Regions from separate parts of the Sus scrofa genome. Here region 2 is linked to region 1. A link is a contact called in public Hi-C data. All regions are on one chromosome and are shown on one strand. The core of a region is the stretch at or near the end of the contact, and the rest is flanking DNA. Distances in the headings are between cores, read along the strand shown. Region 1 holds the start of ZNF10 (zinc finger protein 10). Region 2 holds the start of CHFR (E3 ubiquitin-protein ligase CHFR).

Region 1 (6,560 bases), core at 2,108-4,607:
TGGGGAGTTCCCATCGTGGCTCAGTGGTTAACAAATCCGACTAGCAACCATGAGGTTGCAGGTTCAATTCCTGGCCTCATTTCAGTGGGTTAAGGATCTGATGTTGCCCTGAGCTGTGGTGTAGGTCGCAGATGCAGCTTGGATCTGGCGTTGCTGTGGCTCTGGCATAGACTGGCAGCTACAGCTCCGATTAGACCCTAGCCTGGGAACTTCCATATGCTGCAGGTGCAGCCCTAGAAAAGACAAAAAGACAAAAAAAATTAAAAAAAAACAAAGCCTCTGGGATGCTGCAAAAGCAGTTCTAAGAGGGAAGTTTATGGTAATACAAGCCTACTTCAGGAAACTAGAAAAATCTCAAACTAACTTTATACCTAAAGCAACTGGAAAGGAGTTCCCACTGTGGCACAATGGGATTGGCAGTGTCTTTGCAGCACTAGGACACAAGTTTGATCTCTAGCCAGGCACAGTGGGTTAAAGGATGTGGTGCTGCAGCGTAGGTCACTATTGCAGCTCAGATCTGACTTCTAGTCTGGAATAGGAAATAAATAAGTAAGATAAAACAACTAGAGAACAAAGAACAAGCAAAACCCAAAGTGAGTAGAAGGAAAGAAATCACAAAGAGCAAAAATAAATGAAATAGAAACAAAGAAAACAAACAAAAAGATCAGTGAAACAAAAAGCTGGTTCTTTGTAAAGATCAAGAAAACTGGAGTTCCCGTCGTGGCGCAGTGGTTAACGAATCCGACTAGGAACCATGAGGTTGCGGGTTCGGTCCCTGCCCTTGCTCAGTGGGTTAACGATCCGGCGTTGCCGTTAGCAGACACATCAAGAAAAAAAGAGGGCTCAAATCAATAAAATCAGAAATGAAAAAGGAGAAGTTACGACAGATATCACAGAAATACAAAAGATCATAACAGACCACCACAAGCAACTATATGCCAATAAATGGACAACCTAGAAGTAATGGACAAATTCTTAGCATCTTAGAATCTTCAAAGACTGAACCAGAAAGAAAAAGAAAGATGAAAGGACCAATCACAAATACTGAAATTGAAACTGTGATTAAAAAACTTCCAAAAAAACAAAAGTCCAAGACCAGATGGTTTCATAGGCGAATTCTAGAAAACATTTATAGAAGAGTTAGTACCTATCCTTCTGAAACTACTCCAAAAAATTGCAGAGAAAAGAATACTCCCAAACTCATTCTATGAGGCCACTATCACCCTGATGTTACCACTGTGCTCAAAACAGAATTTTGACATGTTTACATAAAATACTGATAAGCAGACTTCATTTACGATATTTCTCAAAACCTGCCCTGAGACTGGCACATGCTAAGAGCCACGTGCTGAGAAAAGGAACGAAAAGAACAAATGAACAATTTTCAAGAAAGGGCAGGAATGTGTGCAATGCAGTGTCCAGGAGGCTTGGCAAGAAAGGACAATTTTTTTTTTCTTTAGGGCCCTATGTGCAGCATATGAAAGTTTCCAGGCTAGGGTTTGAATCAGAGCTACGGGCTGCTGGCCTACACCACAACCATGGCAACAGGGGAATCAGCTGCATCTGTCACCTATGCTGCAGCTTGCAGAAATGGATCCTTAACCCACTGATTGAAGCCAAGTATCAAACCCACATCCTCCTGGATACTATATCGGGTTCTCAACTTGCTGAGCCACAACTGGAAGTCCGTGATGGGCTTTTTTTTTTTTTTTTTTTGCTTTTTCAGGACCTCGCCTGCAGCATATGAAGTTCCCAGGCTAGGGGTCAAATCGGAGGTACAGCTGTCAGAGCCTATGCCACAGCAACAGAGGATCCGAGCCACATCTGCGATCTACACCGCAGCTCACAGCAACACTGGATCCTTAACCCATTGATCGAGGCCAGAGATGAAACCCACATCCTCATGGATATTAGTTGGGTTTGTTACCACTGAGCCATGACGGGAACTCCAAGGGACAATTTTAATTGAAACGAGAGGAGATTAGTCAGGTCATAGAGAAAAATTAGTGTAATGTTGAGGTGGTTTAAAAAAGGGCAGGAAAGGGTTGTGTATTTCCCAGGTGGTTAACTTGCCAACATCTCTAACATGAAAGAGGCTTTTTAGCTAGCATATTGGATGATAACCCATCTTCCCTTCTATTTCCTTTTTTTTCTTTAACAATATATTCTGTATGTGCAGTGTAGGTATAATTTAAATTCTTCACCTTCTTCATATACTTTCGATAGGACCCATGTAATTTTGATGTCAACCTTCTCTTCTGGCATTTATTCTAGATGTTAACGTACAAAGTTGATTGGTTTAACTACTCCAGTGTCAAGGGAAAATAAAAACATATTATGAGCTGTCTATGAAAAACAAAAATGGGTTAAACACAAACACACCTCCAGTTAATCTACTTGATATAAAAATAAATAACAAGCAAATGAAGATCAGGAAGCTAGGAGCTGGAGATGCAGTTTGTTTCTTTTAAAGAGTACACACAAACCCACTCAATCTTAAAACACTGGAAATATTGATAACACTAACTGATAAATTTTGAGGAAAATAATGTCAAAGTAATTTCATTAAGTGAAAATTTTTTTTAAATGAGTATTTTTAGACTAGACGAAGAAATAGAAAACGATCCGCCCCTTGTGGCCACCAAGTTTATTTAAAGTAGACCTACTTCAATGTTTGCAGCATATAACTTCTATAACATCCGCCAGTTAAAGCCGGTAGTACATATACGTACTTTTTAAAGCCAGTACGACCACGATGGAATATAAGACATTCCCTGTTCCTACGCTAACAAAAATGAGCATAATCACGTTCAGCAGCCGCTGGAAAGGGCATACTCAAATTTTTAAACATCTAGTCCCAATTGGGAAAGAAAAGGTAAACCGGAATATGAGAACGTTATTCTGCATCGCTGAGAACAAGCGGTTCAAATTCCGCACCACCTCCCGGCACATTCCAGTACTAGGGTCCTGTCCCACTAACGCGACGGCGGGAACTCCTGGGCACCAGGGTACACCCAGGCCGGGGGGGCGAAAGTCAGAGAAAAAAAACCACTTGCCGGTGAAACGACCGCCGGCCCAGAACGACGAGGTTAACAAACAGGGGTACAACGTCTCGGAGAAGCGAGCACGAAACCGGCCCTTTCGTGCGTACCTGCGATCAGCACCCGGAGGCTCCGCACCTGGGAGATCCGGGGCGGGGACGACGCCGTCACAATGGCAGGGGCCGCAGCCGGCGCGCTCCGGACTAGGCCTCCACGCCCCGCGCAGTCCAGAACCGGCGGCCGCTGCGCCCTCCCACCCGGCCTCCTAGCGCCCACGCCCTCCCCACGCCGCGTCCCACGCCGCGTCCGGCCCTCGCTCACACGCACGCGCACGCGTCCCTGCCAATCACGACCCGCGAGCTGAGCAAGCCTTGACGCAGGGCGCAGACTCGCTTCTCCGGGCGGCGCAGGGGCTGCTGGGAGATGTCGTCCAGGTTCTTTCCCCACCAGCGGCGAGTGCGCGGCCTGTACCCCTCCTCACGATCCGGGCCTGGTTCCTCCGCCTTCCCCGGGAGCTCTCCCTACTTGCCCACGGCGGCTCGGTAGTTCCGACCCGAGAGACAGGTACCCCGGGGACAGGTGAGCGCATAGCTTAGGCGCGTGGAGGTAGAGGAAACGTGGAAGGGTGAGGGGTGAGGAGAGCTTAGGCTCCCGCGCGGTAGTCGGGCTTGAGTCCCCCAAGGTGGGGGGCGCCTGCCTGAAGGGGGCGGTGAGAGGGTGGCCTTGGCGGAGGCTGGCTTCCTTGCCTGGAGCGCGGAAAGAAGGAGGCTGGAGCTGGGGTTTGACCTCACTCTGTGAGCAAGAGGAGCAGCGATACTTTTTACCTTGCCCAGGAACTTTTCTTGAATCTTTCTTAACCTTGGTCAACTAAAAAAAAAAGCATAACCTAAAAGTTGAGAATTGTGTTTTATTCCGCAAACTTTATGAGTACGTAAGCCCAGGGTACAGCATCTCAGATTGGTCCCAGGGGCAGAAGAGGTAAGGGAGGAGCCTGGATATATAGGGGTTTTTGCAGCAAAGACCCAGTAGTCAAAATATCAAAAGATTTCTACTAATTAAGGAAAAGCTGACATCTGAAATTTCACATATTTAGCCCTTTTCTATGTAAGATGTAAGAGTCTGGGTTCACTGAAATCATTCCTTTTATTTGCATCTTGACTGTCTAGGACCAGTGTCCTGTGTTTCTCCATCCTGAATCCCCCCAGGGTGCACCTTGGGGGTGGACAGCTGCAGTGGCTGATGGCATGCTGGCTGCAGGACCTTTGTTTGTTAGTATGACAGACTGTCATTCTATGTCCAGAGCACCTCTTTTTGGTCATTAATTCAGTCAGTGTTTGGGAGCGTTTCATGACTGGTTTTGTCCCACAGCACTAGGAAAGCTCATTCCTAACTAGATCAGGCAAAGATTTCTGTTGATAGGCCATTAGATGTGCTGAATTTTTTTTTCTTTTTTTTCTTTTTTTTTTTTTTTTTTTTTGATTAGGCCCTGTTGGTAATCTCAAATTCTGTAGATCGGCTTGTCTAACTAGTTTATTACTTTTTTTTTTTTTTTTTTGCCTTTTGCGGCGGCACCCACAGCATATGGAGGTTCCCAGGCAAGGGGTCTAATTGGAGCTACAGCTGCTGGCCTACACCACAGCAACAGCAATGCCAGATCCAAGCTGTGTCTGTGACCTATACCACAGATCATGGCAACACCAGAGCCTTAACCTACCGAGCGAGGCCAGGGATCAAACCCACTACCTCATGGTTTCTAGTCAGATTCATTTCCACTGCGCCATGACAGGAACTCCCATTAGTTTATTACAATTTTTCTGTTGTAATATTTTCTGTTGAGATATTTTCCGTTGTTGTTTCTAACCATGTTTAGAGTTGTACTTTTTTTTTTTTTCTTTTTGCCTTTTCTAGGGCCGCTCCTGCAGCATATGGAAGTTCCCAGGCTAGGGGTCAAATCAGAGCTGTAGCTTCCCGCCTACGCCAGAGCCACAGCAACACGGGATCCAAGCTGCGTCTGCAATCTACACCACAGCTCACGGCAACGCCAGATCCTTAACCCACTGAGCAAGGCCAGGGACCGAACCTGCAACCTCATGGTTCCTAGTTGGATTCGTTAACCACCGTGCCACAACGGGAACTCCCTAGAGTTGTACTATTAAAATTATTCTATTAGAGTTATAAATATGATTAACTGTCTTGAGGCACCATTAATTTTGTTGGAGGTCTTGGTAACACATTGGGTAATGCAAAAGACTACAATCTTATAAAATAGACAGGGTATAAATAATATATCTGGTGCATTAGTAAAGTTATAGTGTAGCAAAGAGAGGCACGAGGCATATATAATTTGAATACAAGAGAGAACTCATTAAAATAACAATTAGTATAATTAGTTGTAGTCTGCTCACAATAGGCCATAAAGTCCATAGGGGAGCCAGGTAGAGAAGCCAAATTCTAGAAGGATAAGGTAGAGAGAAAAAGATCAATGTTTCATCTTTGTTCACAAAAGTGTATATTACCAACTTGTAGGTCTTAGCCTAGGAAGAAAGGTTTTCCTGGGAAACAAAGATTAAAAGCCAGTTCACTTCAAAAAAATTCATAAAATTATTAATCATATTTATCAGTTCATTCAGTCCGATGTAATTAATTCCTGTCGATCTGAAGGAAGTCATCAGGTTTTCCATTAGACTTTTGTAATTTCTTACCCAGTTCAGTGGTATGATCTAAAAGTTATCAGAGGGAGTTCTTGGTGGCACAGCAGGTTAAGGATCCTGTGTTGTCACTGCTGTGGCTCGAGTTGCTGTTGAGGCACAGGTTTGATCCCTGATCTAGGAACTTCCACATGCCACAGGCGCAGCCCCCAAAAAAATTGTCAGAAACTTGTATTTGTCAGAAAGTCCTTTTTGTGAATTTTCTTGAAAAGCTTCATTTTATAAAAGCATCAGTGTAAAATAATAATTGTCTATAAACAACAAAAAAATTTAAATGGCATGGCCAAAGATCTGATTATGAGGAAATTGACAAAAAACTTGGATATCTGTATGGCATGACTTTTTTCTTTTTTTATATTTTATCTTTGAGTATAGTTGATTTACAGTGTTGTATGAATTTCTGCTGTACAGCATAGTAACCCAGGCATAGACATATATACATTTTAGTTCTCATACTAGCTTCCCATTATGTTCTATCCCAAGAAATTAGATATAGTTCCCTGTGCTGTACAGTTAGGACCTCATTGCTTATCCATTCTAAATGTAATAGTTTGCATCTACCAACCCCAAACTCCCCATCTAGCCCACTCCCTCCCTCCTACCCCTTGACATATAACATCTTAAGATAATAACTAGGGGTTCTCATCATGGCTCAGTGGAGACAATCTGACTAACATCCATGAGGACACAGGTTCCATCCATGGCCTCACTCAGTGGGTTAAGGATCTGGCGTTGCCGTGAGCTGTGGCATAGGCCAGCAGCTGTAGCTCTGATTTAACCTGCAACGTAGGAACCTCCATATGCCATGAGT
Region 2 (6,560 bases), core at 2,293-4,792, 150 kb after region 1:
GAGGTCAATGCCCCCAAGTAATATGCCTACATAAAACCAACAGGCCAACTTTGGCAGGAAGTACAAGTCTCCCTCAATGGAACAAGGAATCAGGTTTGTCTCCTCACAAGCTACCTGCTAGCTTCTACATCAAAAAAATAAATAAATAAAATCCTTTACTTCTGCCAGTCTATGATGGAGACACTCCATTTCCAGTGTGATGACTATTACAGGTGGTAATCAGTGATAAGGAAGGCTTGATAATTTTCTTTTCTCAAAGAACCATGGACATCTACTTGACTGCTGTAGATAGTCTGATAGGCAGCCACAAATTGTTTTTATTTTCATTTTATTTTTTATGGCTGCACCCAAACATACGGAAGTTCGCAGGCTAGGGGTCAAATTGGAGCTGCAGCTGCCAGCCTACACCACAGCTCACAGCTCACAGCTGGATCCTTAACCCACTAAACAAGGCCAGGGGTTGAACCTACGTCCTCATGGATACTCTTCAGGTTAATTTCCATTGAGCCATGACAGGGACTTTAACAAATCGTTTTTATAGTCTAGAGCCCCACAGAGTTAGGTCTTTCTTTTCTTTTTTTCTTTTTTCTTTTTTTTGCTTTTTAGGGCCACACCCACAGCATAGAGGTTCCCAGGCTAGGGGTCAAATCAGAGCTACAGCTGCTGGCCTACACCACAGCCACAGCAATATCAGATTCAAGCTGCATCTGCGATCTGCATCACAGCTCTTGGCAATGCCAGATCCTTAACCCACTGAGATCAAATCTGCAACCTCATGGTTCCTATTTGAATTCATTTCTGCTGCGCCACAACATGAACTCCCCAAAGAGTTAGGCCTTCACCCTGTTGATCAGTACTCTTCAAAGTCGCAGACCAGACAATTGGACCATTGGCAACAATTTTTTTTTTGTCTTTTTGCCATTTCTTGGGCTGCTCCCACGGCATATGGAGGTTCCCAGGATAGGGGTCCAATAGGAGCTGTAGCCGCTGGCCTACGCCAGAGCCACAGCAACTCGGGATCCGAGTCAAGTCTGCGACCTACACCACAGCTCACAGCAACGGTGGATCCTTAACCCACTGAGTGAGGCCAGGAATAGAACCGGCAACCTCATGGTTCCAAGTCGGATTGGTTAACCACTGAGCCACGACGGGAACTCTGGCAACAATTTAAGAGTCCAAAGAATCAAGGTAAAGAGTTCCCTTGTGGCTCAGCAGGTTAAGGATTCAGTGTTGTCACTGCAGCACTCAGGTCTACTGATGAGACACAGGTTTGAGCCCTGGACGGAGAACTTCCACATGCTTTGGGCTCAGCCAAAAAAAAAAAAAAAAAAAAAAAAAAAGAAAATCAAGGTATTAGCCAAAGCTATGAGAGTGACCTTCAGTTCTGATCACTGAGTATTTCTGCTTTCATATCTGCATAGCTGGAGAGCCACTGAAGCCTGATGGACCCCAAAACCAAAACATGAGTGAATTAAGCCAGATTTTCAGGGAATGTCTTTGAATCAAGGATTCTTTGAACCTGAACCAGTGAATATGCTGAAGTGATGGGAAGGGGCAGAGAGGAAAAGCTTCAACCAGGGAGAAGCTGCCAGTTCTTCTTGTACAGCTGCTGGGCTATGTTCTTTTTTTTTTTTTTTTTTTTTTTTGCTTTTTTAGGGCTGCACTTGCGGCATATGTAAGTTCCTAGGCTAGGGGGAGAATTGGAACTGCATTTGCTGGCCTACGCCACAGCCACAGCCACGCCAGATCTGAGCTGCATCTGCAACCTACAATACAGCTCATGGCAATGCCAGATCTGTAACCCACTGAGTGAGGCCAGGTATTGAACCCGCATCCTCATGGATACTAGTTGGGTTCGTTACTGCTGAGCCATGAGCGGAACTCCTTGGCTATGTTCTTGAGTATAGCATTTCCATTTGAACTAAAGGCCTGATTAGCCAGGCACATAGTGTCTCCAACACCGAGTCCAATAAGGTACTGTGATTTGCTTCTTTTCTATCCAAACTAAATTTCTTTGAAGAAATTTTATTTATTTATTTACTTTTGGCCATGCCCCACAGCATGCAGAAGTTCCTGGGCCAGGGATGGAACCCACGCCACAGCTGTAACCAAAGCCTCAGCAGTGACAACACCAGATCCTTCATCTGCTGAGCCATGAGATAACTCTGAGAAATTTTAAATTCTGGTCTTTCCTATGACCTGAATCTGAGACCAGGAGAGATGTACTTTCTTCTTCTTTTTATGGCTGCACCTGTGACATGTGGAAGTTCCCAGGCTAGGGGTCAAATTGGAAACACAGCTGCAGGCCTATGCCACAGTCATGACAACACCAGATCCAAGCCACGTCTGCGACCTTCACCCCAGCTTGTGGCAAAGCCAGATCCTTAACCCAGTGAGGGGGGCCAAGGATCAAACCCACACCCTCCCACGGTGTTGGATCCTGAATGTGCTGAGCCACAATGGGAACTCAAGGAGAGATGCACTTTATGACAAAGTTGACATGGAGTTCCTGGTGTGGCTCAGCAGGTTACAAACCCTTCTAGTAGTATCCATGAGGATGTAGATTCCATCCCTGGCCTCATTCACTGGGTTAAGGATCTGGAGTTGCTATGAGCTGTGGTGTAGGTTGGCTTGGATCCCCCATTACTGTGGCTGTGGCTGTAGCATAGGCCAGCAGCTGTAGTTCCGATTCGACCCCTAGCCTGGGAAATTCCATATGCCACGGGTGCAGCCCTAAAAAGCAAAAACAAACAACAACAAAAATCACCAAATGATGCAGTTTAAATTACACAAAGGAATATACAGTGAAAGATGTCTCCCTCGCTCCTTTGGGTGCCTTCTTCCACTTCGGAGGTCTCCGTCCGATATCGTCTGGTTCCTCTCAACCGCGCAGTCATGGACCGCACAGTCCATGACTCGGCTCCTGGCCCACCCGCACCAAGTCTTCGCCCACCGTTCACTTTCAGGCGTCCAGCACTGATGATCCTAGTGCAGCCTTTTTTGGAACACACACCTTATTTCTGCTAGATTCCAAAAGGCGGAATCGCTGAGTCAAAGGAAACGTGCGTTTGAAATGAAAAGACTATGTGTGCACCGCTGCCCTCCAAGAAGCGGTCCAATTTATACTCTTACGACTGGCAACGGAGATGCTTGCACTCTCCAGAGCCCTCCCAGGACACTAGCAACATTCTGATCGCGGAGAAAGAGACATCCGAAAGTTTCTACCTGCACTTATCTCGTCGTTTGTCACATATCTATAAGCCATCTGCCCTTCCAACGCGGCTTTGAGAATTTGCTTCGGTGCCCAATACCCAAGTTACTCAGTCCCTTTTGCCCGGACTTATCATGGCGTCGACGGCAGCTACTTCCGAGATCCTCGGAGATCTAGAGGTCTCGGCCAGCATCAAAGATGTCGTCCCGGCCCCATCCTCCGGTCTGCGCACGCTCGGCTCACCTCCCCACGTCCACTCTAGATGGCCACCGCCCCTGTTCCGCTCTAGCCGCCAGGCTCGGTGGTCGCCACCGCCCGCCAATCGTAGGGCGCGGACGCCGCTGGCCCCGCCCCGCGGATCAGCTGAGGGATCAGCGATGTCTGTTGACAGCAGCGGCGGCGGCGCGGCCGGTTCCGGGTTCCGCGCGGGGCGGGGGGTAAGCGGGCTGCTGGCGCGGGCGGGACGCGGGGGAGGCCGGCGGCGCGGCCCGCAGCAGCGTGGCGGGGGCGCCGAGGCCCGGGCAGCTGCGGGAGAAGCGGCGGCCCCAGCCCCCGCCTTTGCGGCCAGAGTCTCACCCGACGTTTCCGGGGCTCGTCAGATGTGAATCCGATGGAGCGGCCCGGGGAAGGAGAGCAGCTGCCGCAGCAGCAGCCGTGGGGGAGGCTCCTCCGCCTGGGCGCCGAGGAGGGCGAGCCGCACGTCCTCCTGAGAAAGCGGGAGTGGACCATCGGGCGGAGAAAAGGTACGGGGCGGAGGTGGGATGGGAGACATGGGACGGACTGAGGACGAGTCCGGGATGGGGGCGGTGGACGGAGGCCGAGTGCTGGGGGACCCGAGCAGGGGCCAGGGCGGAGATCTGGGGCCCGAGGACGAGAGCTGGGCAGGACGGGACCCACCGCGCTGTGGGAGGCCCCTGGGCGGGGCGCTCTGAGCTTTCCAGTTTTTCCAGTGTAGTGGGCTCTCCTGTAATAGCTACCATTTATTCACTTATTGCTCTGCCCAGTCACTTCTGAGTGCTTCGTACAGATTCTTTAATCCTCGTTACAGCTATATGAAGTGGTACATTAATTTATTACGTAGAAGTCAGTGTTTTCAAGTTCATTACCACCCAACGCGTCTTCTCAGACCTTAACGGAAAAGAAATCAATAGCAGAAGGAACACTGGAAAACCCACCGATATGTGCAAAATTAAATAACACCCTTAAACAGCCATTGGGTCAAAGAAATCAAAAGGGAAATTAGACAATACTTTGAGATAAATAAAATATAACATACCAAAACTTGGGGGTTGCAGGTAAGCAGTGCTCAAGGGAAATTTATAGGTGTAGGCAGCTACATTCAAAAAAAGATCTGGGAGTTTCAGTCGTGGCTCAGCAGTACCGAACCCAACTGGTATCCGAGAGGATGCAGGTTGGATACCTGGCCTCTCTCAGTGGGTTAGGGATCCGGGGTTGCCATGAGCTGTGGCATAGGTCTCAGACGGGGCTTGGATCCCGTGTTGCCCTGGGTGTGGTGTAGACCTGTAGCTACAGCTCCTATTAGACCCCTAGCCTGGGAACTTTCATTTGCCACACTTGAGGCTAAAAAAGAAGGAAAAAAAAGGATCTTGGAGTTCCTGCTTGGCGCAGTGGGCTCTGTGGTGTCTTAGGAGCTCACTGGGTCACAGGTTCGATCCCCTGTCTGGCACAGTGGGTTAAGGATCGGGTGTTGCTGCAGCTTTGGCTTAGATCTGACTGCTACTCGGATCTGCCCCTTGCCAAGAACTCTATATGCCACGCCCAGCTCTTAGAGTAGAGCTGCTTAAATACTTGTTGATTTAAAGAACAAAGGAAGCTAAGAAGTTGAAGAAAAGTCATACAACTAGTGAGAGAAAGTGCCCTCACCCTCCAAGCTTACTGCCTCTGGACTAGAGGGGACCATCTGCTAAGTTTCCTTGTAGCTTTTCTCCTGGGAGAGAGGGGCACTGATCGGGTCAACAGAAATATTTAGTTTGTCAATAATTTATCATTCTGACTTTATACTTTTAAATGGGAGAATGAGAAAGATTACTGTTTCATATTACCCATTGTGATGTACTTGCGTGTCTTTATCGCTTGGGTTTTTTTGGAAGGCAGTCTTAAATACCAAGATCAAGTTAATTTTTTTTAACAACTGTAAAAGCATTTATATATCTTCGTTAGAAGCTTTTGGAGGTGCATTAATTGTCTTTCTTTGGTGTAAAAGGAAGTTTGGTGAAGAGCAGAAGCCCTGGAGACATACTTCTTGGGTTTCCATGGGACACCACCTCTGTAAATTTCTTTGGCTAACAATTTACCTTTCTGTACCTTTGTACCTACTTTGTAGGTTCATTGTGAAGATTAAAAGAGATGGTAAGTAGAGTGCTTAGAAGGATCTTGGCTAAGAGTTAGCACCTAAAGTTAGCCATTGTTATTATAACAGAACACTATAGTAGCATTTTACATGTTAATGCAAGGAACAAAAATGTGCTGGTATCAACCTTTCCAGCAAAACATAAAGGTTGAGGTATTAGTCTGCCCTGGCTGCCATCATAAATACCACAGATCAGGAAGCTTAAACAACAGAAATTTCTTTCTCAGTTCTGGAGTCTAGGAAGCCCAAGCTCAAAGTGCCAGTCGATTTGTTTGAGAACCCTCTTCCTGGATGGCAGACAGCCGCCTGCTTCTCACTCTGTCCTCACCTTCTGGACACAGAGCTTTGGTGTCTCTCCCTTTTTTTGTATGAACCTCAGCCCTATCAGATTAAGTTCCCACCCCAATGATCTCATTTAACTTTCATCACTTCACCAGCCCACTCCCTAAACACAGTCACATGGGGTTGTGGGATAGGGTTTCAGTGTATGAATTTTAGGGGAACACAAGTTGTAGAACTTGGTTATGTTTATATTTATTTTAAAACTATTATAGGACTGCTCTATACAAGGCATTATTTTGAGGAAAAGGGAGGGCAGAGTTCACGTGTGTGGGAGGAAGTGGAGGAATTCGCCTTTCTGAAGAGCTCCCCATTCCCAGGGGGTGGCGGAATGTGCGCCAGCCGTGGAGAAATGAACCAGCTGAGTGACAGGCAGGGCACATACCAAGAGTAGAACTTGAGAACACAGTGTTTCAGTTCTAAACAGGGTGCTGATGTTCTGGTGTGGAGAGGCCTGTTTAATACCCATGCTGGTGACATGCAGCTAGCCTGGGTCTGGGTTGTGAAGAGACCATCCTGGTGGTTGTGCTGCAGGAAGGGGGATCCCCTTCTAGGAGTCTTGTCTAACACTCAGAAATGACTTGTCTGGAGTTCCCAGCGTGGCTTAGCAGTTAATGAACCTGGCTAGCATCCGTGAGG

The links. A called contact is a pair of places that touch in the nucleus more often than the background predicts.
Region 2: a Hi-C map of liver shows a contact between it and region 1, with 9 times the contacts expected there. The contact joins the promoter of CHFR here to the promoter of ZNF10 in region 1. A contact is called at or near these places in 2 of 5 promoter capture datasets (fetal liver and liver), 8 of 47 Hi-C or Micro-C datasets (heart right ventricle, liver, mesenteric adipose tissue and 2 more) and 1 of 2 datasets of contacts at active chromatin or transcription factors (alveolar macrophages).

What each region holds. Positions count from the first base shown.
Region 1 is chr14:22,499,289-22,505,848 of Sscrofa11.1, forward strand. It overlaps ZNF10 (zinc finger protein 10), which reads right to left and starts at 3,358. Exons shown (of 5, transcript XM_021072890.1): 1 at 3,152-3,358. ZNF891 (zinc finger protein 891) reads left to right here and starts at 3,450. Exons shown (of 2, transcript XM_021072903.1): 1 at 3,450-3,620.
Region 2 is chr14:22,650,920-22,657,479 of Sscrofa11.1, forward strand. It overlaps CHFR (E3 ubiquitin-protein ligase CHFR), which reads left to right and starts at 3,543. Exons shown (of 17, transcript XM_001928455.6): 1 at 3,543-3,648; 2 at 3,811-3,954. The coding sequence starts at 3,822.